Regions from separate parts of the Sus scrofa genome. Here region 1 is linked to region 2. Evidence: chromatin contacts called from public HiChIP or PLAC-seq data. All regions are on one chromosome and are shown on one strand. Each heading gives the region's core, a stretch centred on a gene start, on an enhancer-like site or on the middle of the called end of the contact. The rest is flanking DNA. Distances are from core to core; before and after follow the strand shown. Region 1 overlaps USP25 (ubiquitin carboxyl-terminal hydrolase 25). Region 2 has its middle 64 kb from the start of NRIP1.

Evidence for each region. HiChIP or PLAC-seq counts read pairs in DNA pulled down with a chosen protein or histone mark.
Region 1: a contact with region 2 is called in an H3K27ac HiChIP or PLAC-seq map of skeletal muscle, with 3 times the contacts expected there. The contact joins two enhancer-like sites. A contact is called at or near these places in 1 of 47 Hi-C or Micro-C datasets (skeletal muscle) and 1 of 2 datasets of contacts at active chromatin or transcription factors (skeletal muscle).

Annotation. Positions count from the first base shown.
Region 1 is chr13:180,658,358-180,664,816 of Sscrofa11.1, reverse strand. USP25 (ubiquitin carboxyl-terminal hydrolase 25) reads right to left here. Exons shown (of 24, transcript XM_021070825.1): 11 at 6,336-6,459; 12 at 5,892-5,987; 13 at 4,559-4,720; 14 at 3,717-3,943; 15 at 867-937. Among named protein-coding and RNA genes, the nearest start is that of USP25, 91 kb to the right of the region's middle. Within about 2 kb of position 3,471, at least 5 of the 83 cell types and tissues checked have an H3K27ac peak or open chromatin away from gene starts, as enhancers often do. A contact at or near this core is called in skeletal muscle, where this site is marked.
Region 2 is chr13:179,977,046-179,983,054 of Sscrofa11.1, reverse strand. No RefSeq gene overlaps it. Among named protein-coding and RNA genes, the nearest start is that of NRIP1, 64 kb to the right of the region's middle. Within about 2 kb of position 2,369, at least 33 of the 83 cell types and tissues checked have an H3K27ac peak or open chromatin away from gene starts, as enhancers often do. A contact at or near this core is called in skeletal muscle, where this site is marked.

The DNA.
Region 1 (6,459 bases), core at 2,222-4,721, 680 kb before region 2:
ATCTTAATGCCAGATGCGCCACAGCAGCAATTCCTTTTATTTCCTTTTTTAAAAAACATATTCTTAGCAATCATATAATTTCTCCCATAGGATTTTTTTTTTAAATATTAAGGCCTTCTGGAAGTTTTTGATAAATTTTATTATAAAAGAATAAAAAGGTAGGTAAGAGGGAGTTCCTATCATGGCTCAGCAGAAATGAATCTGACTAGTATCCATGAGGATGTAGTTCAATCCCCGGCCTCGCTCAGTGGGTTAAGGATCCAGAGCTGCCATAAGCTATGGCATAGGCTGCAGAGGTGGCTCGGATCCCGCACTGCTGTGACATGGGCTGGCAGCTGCAGCTCTGATTCGATCCCCTAGCCTGGGAACCTCCATATGCCACGGTATGGCTGTGAAGAAAAAAAAAGACAAAACGGCAATAAATCCAGTATGAGAATACAACTGAATGAGGAAAATACTAATACAAAATATTTAAGTTCAGCAATTTCATAACAAAATGTATAAGAGAATTAAGATAAACATCAGGAGTTCCCGTGGTGGTGCAGTGGTTAACGAATCCAACTAGGAACCATGAGGTTGCGGGTTCGGTCCCTGCCCTTGCTCAGTGGGTTAAGGATCCGGCGTTGCTGTGAGCTGTGGGGTAGGTTGCAGACACGGCTCTGATCCCGCGTTGCTGTGGCTCTGGCGTAGGCCAGTGGCTACAGCTCCGATTAGACCCCTAGCCTGGGAACCTCCATATGCCGCAGGAGCGGCCCAAGAAATAGCAAAAAAAGACCAAAAAAAAAAAAAAAAAAGATAAATATCAAAGATAAATTAAAATATGTAAATGATTATGATAATGCTTACTAGCTCAAAAGTCAACTTACCTGTATCATAGATTTGTCAGAGTACATTAGTTCAATTGTGCGATGGATTCTGGATATGCTTTCCTGCAAATCTAAGGACAAAAGATGTCATTTAATGATTAACACCAAGTATATTTTTACTGAGACCTATAAGTAGGGAATAAAGGTTTTCCTACCAATATGTTAGAGAAATGGCGAAAACTTCCTAAAACTGTTTTTAAAAACATTACTATTTGGAATCTGTATAAAATGAAATTTAGTTCTCCTTAATGAATGATAACAGCACAAATGAAAAATTAAAAACCAAACAAATATGGTTCATTTAAAAAAATGTGCAGAGCCAATAAATAAAGGAAGGTTTCAACGAAAATTAAAGCTAAACTCCCCACATATTTGTATTAAACACAAAAACTTTAGAATGAATTAACTGCACCACATATCATGCACACACACACATACACCTGAATAAAAATCCACCATAATCACCACTGGAAATAAAGTTATGAGACTCTCATTATTGTTTCTATTTTCAGTAGAAAACTATCTCATCTAATTACTCAGAGGTAGGGATAACTATATTATCCGTAATTATTAAAAACAAAACAAAACTGGAGACAACCTAAATATCTCTCAATTGGGAAATGGTCAAATTATAGTATAACCACACTATACTATTAAGATGTTAAAAACAATCAGGAAAAAAAACATCAAAGACTACAGAAAATTTAGTAAATTTAGAGTAGAGAAAGGCCTTTTTAAGCCTGATAGAAAATCCAATAACCATAAATTAAAAGATAAGACTACCTCCCCAAATTTAAGAAAATCTATATTATAAAAACAAAAATCAACATAAAGAAAGTCAAATGACAAACTGGAAAAATATTATTTGTGGCCTACACTACAACCAACAGGTTAATACCCATAGCATTAAAGTTACTATTAAGCAATAATATAAAGACAAAGGGCTCCATATAAAACCATAACTGTCACATATAAAAAATGCATAGAAAAATAGAATTTCACTCATAATTAATGAAATGCAACCAAAACACTGAAATACCATTTTCATTTCAACTGAAACTGCTACAGATTTAAAAGTACCTAGGGCTAGGGACAATACTGGGAAACAGGTTCTCTTACACACAATTAGTGAGAATATAAACTGGTTCAATGTTTGGGGGGGGAGATTTTTAAATAGTCAAAATTTAAAATATATAAACTTTGGATCGGAAAGGACATTTTTAATATATTCTACTCAAAAAGTAGGTTAATATGCATGTAGAAGGCCAGCACTATGGGTAGTGAATAACAATACAGAAATTAAATGAATTACATCTACTCCTGTATCGGGATACTAAATAACGGTTTATAATGCTAACAGCAAATACTAACAGGGACAAAAGGGAGGGAACAAACATTCCAAGCGAAATCTTACTTGATCCACAGTATTATAGGTTCAGAACCTTATGACATGAATGTCTCTCAAGTTCCTCTAACTTAAAATGGCCAAAAGGGGACTCATCGTATTCCTACTTCTTTCCACAAGGTGAAGGCCTGCTCGCCCACCAGTTTGCCCTTTTCCAAAGTGCATTCTATCTGTGTGGTTATTCACACCATTATGAAGAACTACAGGAACCTTCCCCAACCCCCTCTTGTCAATGACTCAAATCTGTCAGTTGTCTTCAAAGAATACAAGAAATTCATTTCTTTCCTCCCTCAATGCCACTACCTTGGTGCCAAAGCTACCTTCTTAGCTTTTCAGCCTTCTGAATATAATCTTATAAAACAAACACAACCTGCCCAGTCCAGTAGAAAATTATCCAACACCTAGCATAGCATTCAGGAAAAACTGTGTGCTTAACTAATCTTTACCAATGATTTCAAACATAAAAAATTCTCATATATGAAAAATACTACAGGAACTCTTCACAGTTACGAATGCTGTTAGTTGCCACCATACCCTATTTACTCCCTATTAAATCAGGACTGCTCTTTATTTGTGTCTTGTCTATAAAGCATCTAGCTGGTCTTCCAAAAATCTAGCAACTGATATTGTTTAGCACAATTCCAACATTTGTATAAAACAGTAACTCCTACATTTGTCTTTCTTCACAGATCAACAGACTTAGGATAAAACTGGGGAGGAATAATAGGGTATTACATTCTGACATGAAAGCAAAATTATGGTAAAATCTACCACAACATATTAATATTGATTCAATTTTTTTTCAAAAAGATTTTTGATAACAGTAAAGTAGGACGGAGATATAAAAGAGAGTTCCTTCGAAGAATCGAGAGACGGCAACTTAACAATAACATACAACACCCCCCAACCCCGCCCCAGAGCAATGTCCTTTTTTTTCTTATTTTGCTACATGTCAGACAAAACTTGTTACAGACAGGCACCGAGCTAAAAGATCATATTTGGAAATCTGCTAGAGCAGACTAAAGTTAAAATTCACATTTCCAATCCTTAACCTAATAAAAAAATTTTGAACACCTGAACTCACTGTGAAACTTCAAGGGAAGTACACAACTGGTAAATACAAAATGTGATCCTGTGTAATGTTTCGCCAATGGAGTACCTGTGAATACCAGTTTGATATAAATTTAGAGCAACAAACTAGAAAATTAGACCATCTGTTAGGTCATTAATCAGCTACGTAATCCAAGGAAAGTCTTTTGGTCTCTCTGAACCTGATATTAAAATCATAAAAATGAAAGCCAAACTGCTTGATCTTAAAGAAAACACTTTCTAGAAAAACAAAACAAAACAACTTTAAATATTTACATATGTGATTTCTCTTCTCAATGTTAACATTAATCGTATCCATTTCAGGTGAGAGAGTTATGCTATGAGAAGCTTCTTACCTCTGGTGTCATTTTCTATTTCTGTCCTCCAGCGATGTAAACAGCTTTCTAGCACAGAGAGTTCTTCTTCTGTTATATGCCTTGGTGCTGGATGCATGGGCAAGTCTGGAGGTATCCGAGACTGAGTGAATGGTTTATGTATTACTGATCTCGATGAAATGGCAGCTATCGATGCAGGCGATGTGCTTGGCAGCTCTGAAGAAGGAGCTCCCTGCTGATCTGTTGTGCTATTTTTTTTTAAAGCATAAAATATTTACTATTGAACCTTCCAAACTGAAGCTCAGGACAAAGACTATGTCAAACACAAGCATTAAACTGGCTTATAATTTCAAAAGGAAAAGGTTTTCTTAAAAAAAGAAATATGTAGGTTAATCTAATGTCCTAATGAAATTCTTAATATATGGAACTACATCTTTGTAAGAATAAAACTGAGGTTTTGAACTATGGTAGAAATGGTGTGATCGTATTTATGTAAATGAATCTTACATAAACCGGAACTATAAAAACCTTCCCTTCCTAATACTTCCTGCTCATGTTACAAAAAAAGTTTCTAACTAAACAGTAGTATTTTCACAGATAAAAGGTTGATGCATATAATATATGAAAACAACCTAAAGTATAAGTCTGATGAAAATTTCAACCTACAACTATAAAATGAATTGAAACAGCGAAATAAGAAAGCACGTGGGAGACATAATATCTTCTAAGTGAATCTAATCTTTTTAGAGTTCCCTGAAATAAATCAAAACATATATTTTATAAAGCCTTCTTTAAAGGTATTCATTACATTATTGTACAATACAGTAACATAGCTATGGCTTCTATGAAGAAAACTTTTTTACCTTGGTAACGTCTGTGATGGTATGGAACCACTAGATGGGGAACTAGCGTCAATATCATCAACAGGAGAAGTGCAAACGGGTTTACTTGAGGCAAATTCCAAGGCATACTGCAGAACATCTACCAAGGGGAATCGTTTGGGACCTGAACCATAGCTTAAATACCTGTTAACCATAAAATATATACATGCTTTCAATTATACATAAACCACATTTGTGTTTTTAATAATTATAAAACATGACAAAAACACTTCGATGCATCTTCCTCAACAATGAAAATAATTTTGCTTTATTCAAATAAAGATGGTAAAACTGAATATACACTCAAGAAATAAATGTTCTCCAAAGGAACAAAACTAAATATGATTAAGACAATGTGTGCATATACTGTTATAAATTCTAAATGCTGTTCTTAGGTTGTAACCCAAGGGTAAAACGAAAACTGACAGGTCCATCCCGTGAGACTGTTTTGATTTTGAGATCTGTCGTCTAGCCTCATGTCAAGATGATGACTAATGCTGTCCTCCTACCTTTTACCTCTAACTTTTTTTTCAATATGATGACTGATACTTTTTAAGAAATATCTGTAAAATTTTCAATAATTTTAATATTTTGCATTAAAAAGTTTAGGCTACTAATTTTCAAACATTAAGCAAGGAATACAGATTAAATCAGAGGTTGCAAACTAGGATCTTTCACACCACATTTCAGGCTGTAGACTTCTGTCTAAACTACAGAATATCTGATAGTCCAGATTCTGGACTTCTTTCAAAACAACTATATGCTCTGGACACCCGCGAGATGACATTCATGCATAGTACCCACCCCCTAGTGTGGATGGCAGCTACCCCCTCTCCACAGGGGTATGCTCTCTCCATTCCCTTTGCCCAAAAGCTTATGCCTAACTTGCTTTCCTTTTTTTTATAAATCCCCCAGGAGGCTCTTGTATGCATCTGAATTTATGTCTTTTGCTGTTAAGGAGAAAAACTCAAGTCACTATTCACTTCAATGGAAATCTGAAGAGTAATATTTAGTCTCGTGCAAGAAGAAACCTCAAACACAGATTAGTTTAACTTAACATCTATTTTCAGTACCTTGAGTGTTACCTGTTGACTGTGGGAATATTTAAACAATAATCATCTAATGCCAACTATGAATTACTTTAGTGGCTAATGAAACTCAAGCCTGAACTATTCAAGTAAAATATCAATGCAGAATGTTTATCTACTCCTAGAATTACAAATCATTCAAAACAAATTCAAAACTAAAGGTCTAGACAGTCACTAAGGATATGACTTCCTATAGTTAGCTCATAATTTCATAAAAGTTACAATACCTTTCTAGTCTTTGTTGTAATACTGTGAGGTAATCTTTTAGTCTTTTGATTTCTTCCCTCTTAATTCTTGTTATTTCTCTATTTCTATGCATGTATCTATCAGGAAAAAGAAAAACAGCAATTACTAGAATTTCTAAATATCATGGAAGCAGATATAAAACTGTCTTGCCATCACCAAAAAAGATCAACTCATTCAAAATTTTATAGTAAAACATCAGATAAACAATACAATTAGTCTTTTTACTTAACATTATTCCCGGCAACTATAGTTTTCAAAATAAAAAGAGAATTCTGTTTTCCTTGACAAATGGTGTAACATACATTACGCAAAAAGTAAAAATTAAATTGAAGAAAATCGAGCAAAAATTTTCTCTAAGTACAATAACTCTTCACTTGGATACTAAACTGTTTCAAAACTAAGTCAGGCCTTATACCAAACCATACCTGTCCAGATATAAAACTTGAGGAAATTCTAATTTGTTGTGAATTTTTTCCGGTCTTCCCAATGCCTGATTAAATTCAAATCTTGACAACTCAAATGTTAACACAGGCGGTAGTTCAGTAAACC
Region 2 (6,009 bases), core at 1,120-3,619:
GCATGGCCTTGCCTTTGCAATTTTCTTTTCTCACCTAGAAAAGTAGTTTATATTTGGTAAAGGGCAGGGGTCTACATTTTCCACAGCAGGCCAAGTTGAGGGCTAGAAAGATGGCTTTCTGGATTCTCCTTAAGGATATCATTTAAGCCCAGTGGTCACTGAGATTCAGAGTGCTTTAGCGATTGATCATCCATGCTTGATAACATTCAGATTTTCTTCCTGGGTTCTATTTGCAGAGAGAATGATATATCTCAAACTGACAAAGTTCCCCTAAGAACTGGACAAATGAAGGATGCAAACAGGGCTTGGTGAGCCAGGCATTTTGATTAAACCTGGGGTCTGAGAACTGGCAGAAGGTCCACGTCTGACTGATGGCAGAAAGGGCCTAGGGCCTCCATATTAAATGGTGAACTAGGGACCATAAAAGAGATAATATAGTGAAGATTTTCAGCCATCAATTTATTCCACAAATGGATAGGGCATTTTATACGTGGAGAGAGGGGCACTGATGGTTATCCGAATATCACTAACGTGTCCCACAGAACCTACTTGGAATAATTTTTTACTATTAATTTCACCAAGAGTGCTGATATGCTTTATATATATGATAAAGCTAATTTCTAATTTTTACATTTAGTAGAAATGAGGTTTTTTAACATTAGCAAAATCAGAATCTTATTAAATTTTAGGAGTGGATATAACTTTTAAAACCCTTCGGTTCTTTTTCTGGGTTCTGTTTGGTGATTAAAATGTTCTCATTTCAGTCTTCTTAGATTGGATTTATCATGCTTATAGTTTTTCTTAGACATATTTCGATTGTTTTCCAAAACTAGAATTTTTACAAGTTGTTTCATACATTCATTTTTATATTAACTCTTATAAAGAACGCTAATGGTTTCTATTTTCCTGATCAACAAGGAATTATTGAGGGAAATAATGGCCATTACTTATGAAGCATTTACTATATATGCCTGGTCTTGGATTAAGCTGCATGAACCGTGTCACTTCATTCTTAAAAGAACAGCATACATTAGGCATACTGGTATTATTTGCATTTTATAGATGAGGAAACAGAGGCTTAAAAATTTAGGTCAGAAGTTCCCTGGTGGCTCAACTCAGGTTGCTGCTGTGGCCCGGGGTTCAGTCTCTGGTCCGGGAACTTCCACATGCTATAGGCGTGGTCAAAAACAAATTAGGCCACTGATGCCACACAGCTAATAAATGACACAGCTGTCATTAAAACCCACGTCTTACTGATTCCAAACCCACTCTCTTGACTGCAACTTTAGCCTGTTTCGTAATTGATTCTTAAATTTCTAGTTCTATGACCTTCACTGTGTCTAGTTAAGCCATCACAAACCATGTGCCATTACTCTCTGCTCAAACATCTTCCGCCGACATGTTGGCGTATGTATACATATACAGATATATGTATATTTGATCAAATTGGAAACACTGAAGATCATGATGCCCTACATCTCATGCCTTAAATAGGCTTAAGGAGCCTCTGCATAAGGGTTTCAACTTTAATGACTGCAATGTCCTCTCAAAAAGAGATGACCTTACTAAAGGTCACTTCTGGGTAAATAAAACTCTGCTGCTGTTGACTTTTGATTCATCATCACACTGATATTTAGTGTCAGTCCAGTGTGCTGGATGAAGCAGCAGTCTTGAGCTCTTATAAAGGGAAACAGGTGGCTGGTCACATTGGACATATTCCCTTTGGCAGAGGTGGGGAAACTGCAACTAGTATTTAGCATTTTAATTGAAGTTGGCATTTGCAGAACCACTTTTCTCTTTAAAATTCTTTTCAAATGAGAGACAACCAAAATAGAAAGTATTATAACTCCTTCCTGTGTCATGTACATTTAGCTCCTTCAGAAGACGAGACTTCCCTTTGCTTTGACTCGAACAGCATTCGCGTGCTCCCAAGCTGATATTCAGTTGCCAAAACTAATACACGCAGGTGTTTAGCGTATCAGGGAGAGTAAATGTTTTTGTCAACTTTTTAAACAACTTCCCCCACAATCGCCAATGCTCTCCAAATAGAATCTGCTGACTTCAATGGCAGGGTCAGTGTTCCAGAGTGACTCACTGCCCCGGAGAGAACAAACAAGCTCAACAAAGGCTACTTGAAGATGTAAATGCCCTTTCCTTATTGCTGGTGAAAGCTAGGGTTTTCACAAAATAGAACTTAAAAGCCTGTGGGTGGGGGTTTTTGCTGTCTCAGATATCCCAGGGCCTCAAGAAATACACCCTCTAACAACTGTTTCCCTCCCCTACCTCTCCCAACTCCTAGAGTGCACCAGATGCATTCAGTTCCTCAGTGAAAATACTCCTGAACCTGATCCAGACCAGCCCTAACCCACGCCACTTCCCAGAAGCTAGCCTTGCCAAGGTCTCCAGTAACACGCTCACTGCCAAAACCAGATGGCATTTCTCCATCTTGATGCTCCTTGACTTATGTACAGAATTTGACACTGCTGATAACCAATTACACAACTCTCTCTCCTTGGCTTCTGAGCCTCTTTCCTCATTTAGTCTGACTCTCACCTCATCTACTTTAGAGACCCTTCACCACCACCCCTTCCAAATTAGCTTTTTCATGTTGGTTGCTTCACCAATGGCAGGGGCCATGCTTAATTCGTGTTAGAACCCCAGTGCCTAGATAGCGCTTGCAAAATAACATGACCTCAAAAAAATATTTGTTGAATGAATACATATATCTAATAAAACCATATCTGTGTTCACCTCTGTTCTCCACATTGCTTCTGTCTGCAAGACAAGTTCCATAACAATTCATATTAAATGGAAATTTATCATCTGTCTTTCACTTTGCCCACATCTAACATCCATGTATCAGTAAAGAACACTGATAAATAAGAAAGCTCCCAAATAAAACACCTCACTGGCTCTTGGTTGTTTTTCGATTTCTATTTCCAGTTCCTAATTAAAGCTGCTTTTTCAGTCATGACATTTTCTGAATCTGATTTGTCTTCTTTTCAACTCTTCTGAAGGATTTTTTATAGAATAAACAAGAAAAAGCACTCTGTGTTCAATTGGCATTTTGTATAGTAACTATTTGCTGTAATGTATTACAAAGAGCAGCCAATTAATATTTGTTGAGTGATAGCCACACAAATAACTGGATTATGTGAACTGTTTCTCAATTTGATCATTAATGCAGTCCAGACACATGAATTAGTGGTTCCATGTATGTTTATTTCAGTCATTTTAATGACCAAATCGTATTATCTCAGAGGTGATATTGTCCAAATAATGCACTGTGTTGTTTCAGTGAAAAATAAGAACTTAACTCTATTAAGTTTGTTTTATGGTTTACAGGTGATCCTTTATTTTTTTTTTGGATAATCATAGACTCATCTCCCCAGAATACCTCTTCTGCCAAACTTATCTTTTTCACCTGTCGGTTTATGTGTGCCAGACTTCTCTGAGGCCATATGATTTTTTTTAAACTTATCTGATAGATCATATGTAAGATCCTCTTGCTCAGCTGCAAACTCTTTCATCCTAATTTTTTAAATGCCTTACTGGTCATTTTTCTCTCTTCTTTTATACCCTCTGATCTAACCGCATCTTGTGTCTTCTCACTACCCTCTTCCTTTGATCATTTTACTTCATATGTTCCATTTGGATGGATAGATGGATAGATAGATAAATAGATAGATAGATAAAATCGCTTCTTGTAGACATTAAAGGATTGTTTGATATAACCTGCTAGCACCAAGAACTTACTTCCTAATAACAGATATTGTCTTTTTATTCTCTCTTGATAAGCATGTCTCTTCCATATTTGTAGCAAATCGAATACATTTATATTTGAATATCATTTTATATGTGGTTTGCCAAGCTATCTCTCCTTATACATTTCTCTGTTTTGGGTTTTTTTTTTTTTTTGGTCTTTTGTCTTTTCAGGGTCACACTTGAGGCATATGGAGTCTAATTGGAGCTACAGCTGCCAGCCTATGCCAGAGCCACAGCAATGCCAGATCCAAGCTGTATCTGTGACCTACACCACAGCTCACAGCAATGCCAGATCCTTAACCCACTGAGTGAGGCCAGGAATTGAACCCACAAACTCATGGTTCCTAGTCAGATTTGTTTCTGCTGTGCCACGACGGGAACTCCTGTTTCTCTGTTTTATTATCATCAGTTTCTGATTGTAAGCTCCTAAAAGGAAGAATTGATATTTATTAAATATAGCCTAAACAGTTTCCAGCACTCTAATATGAGAATATAAGCAAGTAAAGGTTATTTATGTCTATTAACACGTTATCATATATGTATCTGAAACTGTAGGTACCTGAAACTATAAAAAAATCAATTAATTCTTTTCATCTTTCACCAGTATATTCATTCAACCTTGCTAGAGGGAATATGTAATGAAAATGGACCCCTTCCATTATTCACTGGATCTTGTTAGATCAATAGTATTTCCCATTTAGTAAAATGTGATGTCTCATGATTTTTCATAGCAATCTGTATAATTGGAAGGGATTCACTTTGATTAACATAGAAGAGTGGTAATTCATATGAGGCATCATAATGAGATACAAGAGAAGCCTGTGTTGATATGTCTAACCTATCTGAGTTTCCAAAATAAGTACTTTTCTGAAGCTAAAGAGAACACCTTTTCAATTTTCCTGATGCTTATCATTCCTTCTATTTGATTCTTTTAGTTATAAACCATAAACATTTTAAATTTCTTTCTCTGCTTATCATAGCTACACTCTTTTGCACAACATTTTAAATCTTCAATAAAATATAAATGAGCAACAGCTTCCTGCTAACCACAAATTCCCCTTCTTGTTTTGCTTTGTCTAAATGTTCTTCTTGAATGCCCAAAGGACTTTCTCTTCCTGCTTGGCACAGTCCGAAATTAGTTTGAATCACATTATTCTTACATCCAGGGTACCTGCATTATGATTCCAAGGGTAATTTGTGTCCTTTAACCGTAGAGTGCTTATCATCAATGCTTCCAGGGACTACAATCTGGCCTTGATCTTGCGCAGTTCATCAAGGCTGCTTGGGGGTAGAAGTAGTCACTGGCAAAATATTGGTTTCACTCCTATGACAACTCAGAAATCTATTTCTCAACCAGGCCAGTGATTTGTAACAGCATTTTCTTTCTTTTTTTTTTTTTAAATCATATTTGCAAGACAGTGCTGACACAAAGTGTGTATCCATTTTTTTCGCCATTACATTCAAAGCAAGCAATTCTTTTTACCATCTCTCCTTGAACTTCACTTCTGACCTAAATATTTAGCCCTTGAGCATCAGCTAAAAATCTTGTTCTGCCTCTGTGTTTATGGGTTTTCTTTTAAGTGTGTATGTGTGTTTCCTTTTCAATGTCTCATTAAAAGATTAAGGCATGTTATTATTAGTTGAAATAAATGGGTAAACTTTGCTCTGCTTATTGCTTATTCATGCTTTCATCTTCTCCTGGTCAGATTACCCTAATGGCAGGTCATTTGGTGTGCCAAAAAAAAAAAAAAAAAAAACTGATCCTAAATCTTTGTTTTGTGCAAAATCCCCATTGTCCTCAGGTGTGGTGCAGAGAGACTCAACCATTACTGAGCTGTCCTAACACTACAATACTCTTTTGTGAATAAACAGATCTACGTTAAGAAAGTATTTGTGATCCCTAGGTAGGTCTTTGTAGCCAACTATTTCCCATGTTTAGTTCTGGGCACTAACCTGGTAGCTACCCTCTCATCTCAAATCATTGTTACATGTACATTGAACATAGTTAAAATTTTCCAAAATTCTTTGAAATTCCTGGCTAATAGCTTCCTGCCTTGAGTTAAATTTATGTAAACCTCGAAGAACCAATTACAATGTGGAAAAAATTGTCAAAACCTTCATTTCACATCATGTGTGAAAAAATATGTTTTGACATATTCTACATTTCATAGGCTAAATGCAGTCAAGACAGTTTCAATGTGACAACAGCTCAGAAAAAAAAATCAGGAGAAATTTTAATCGAGA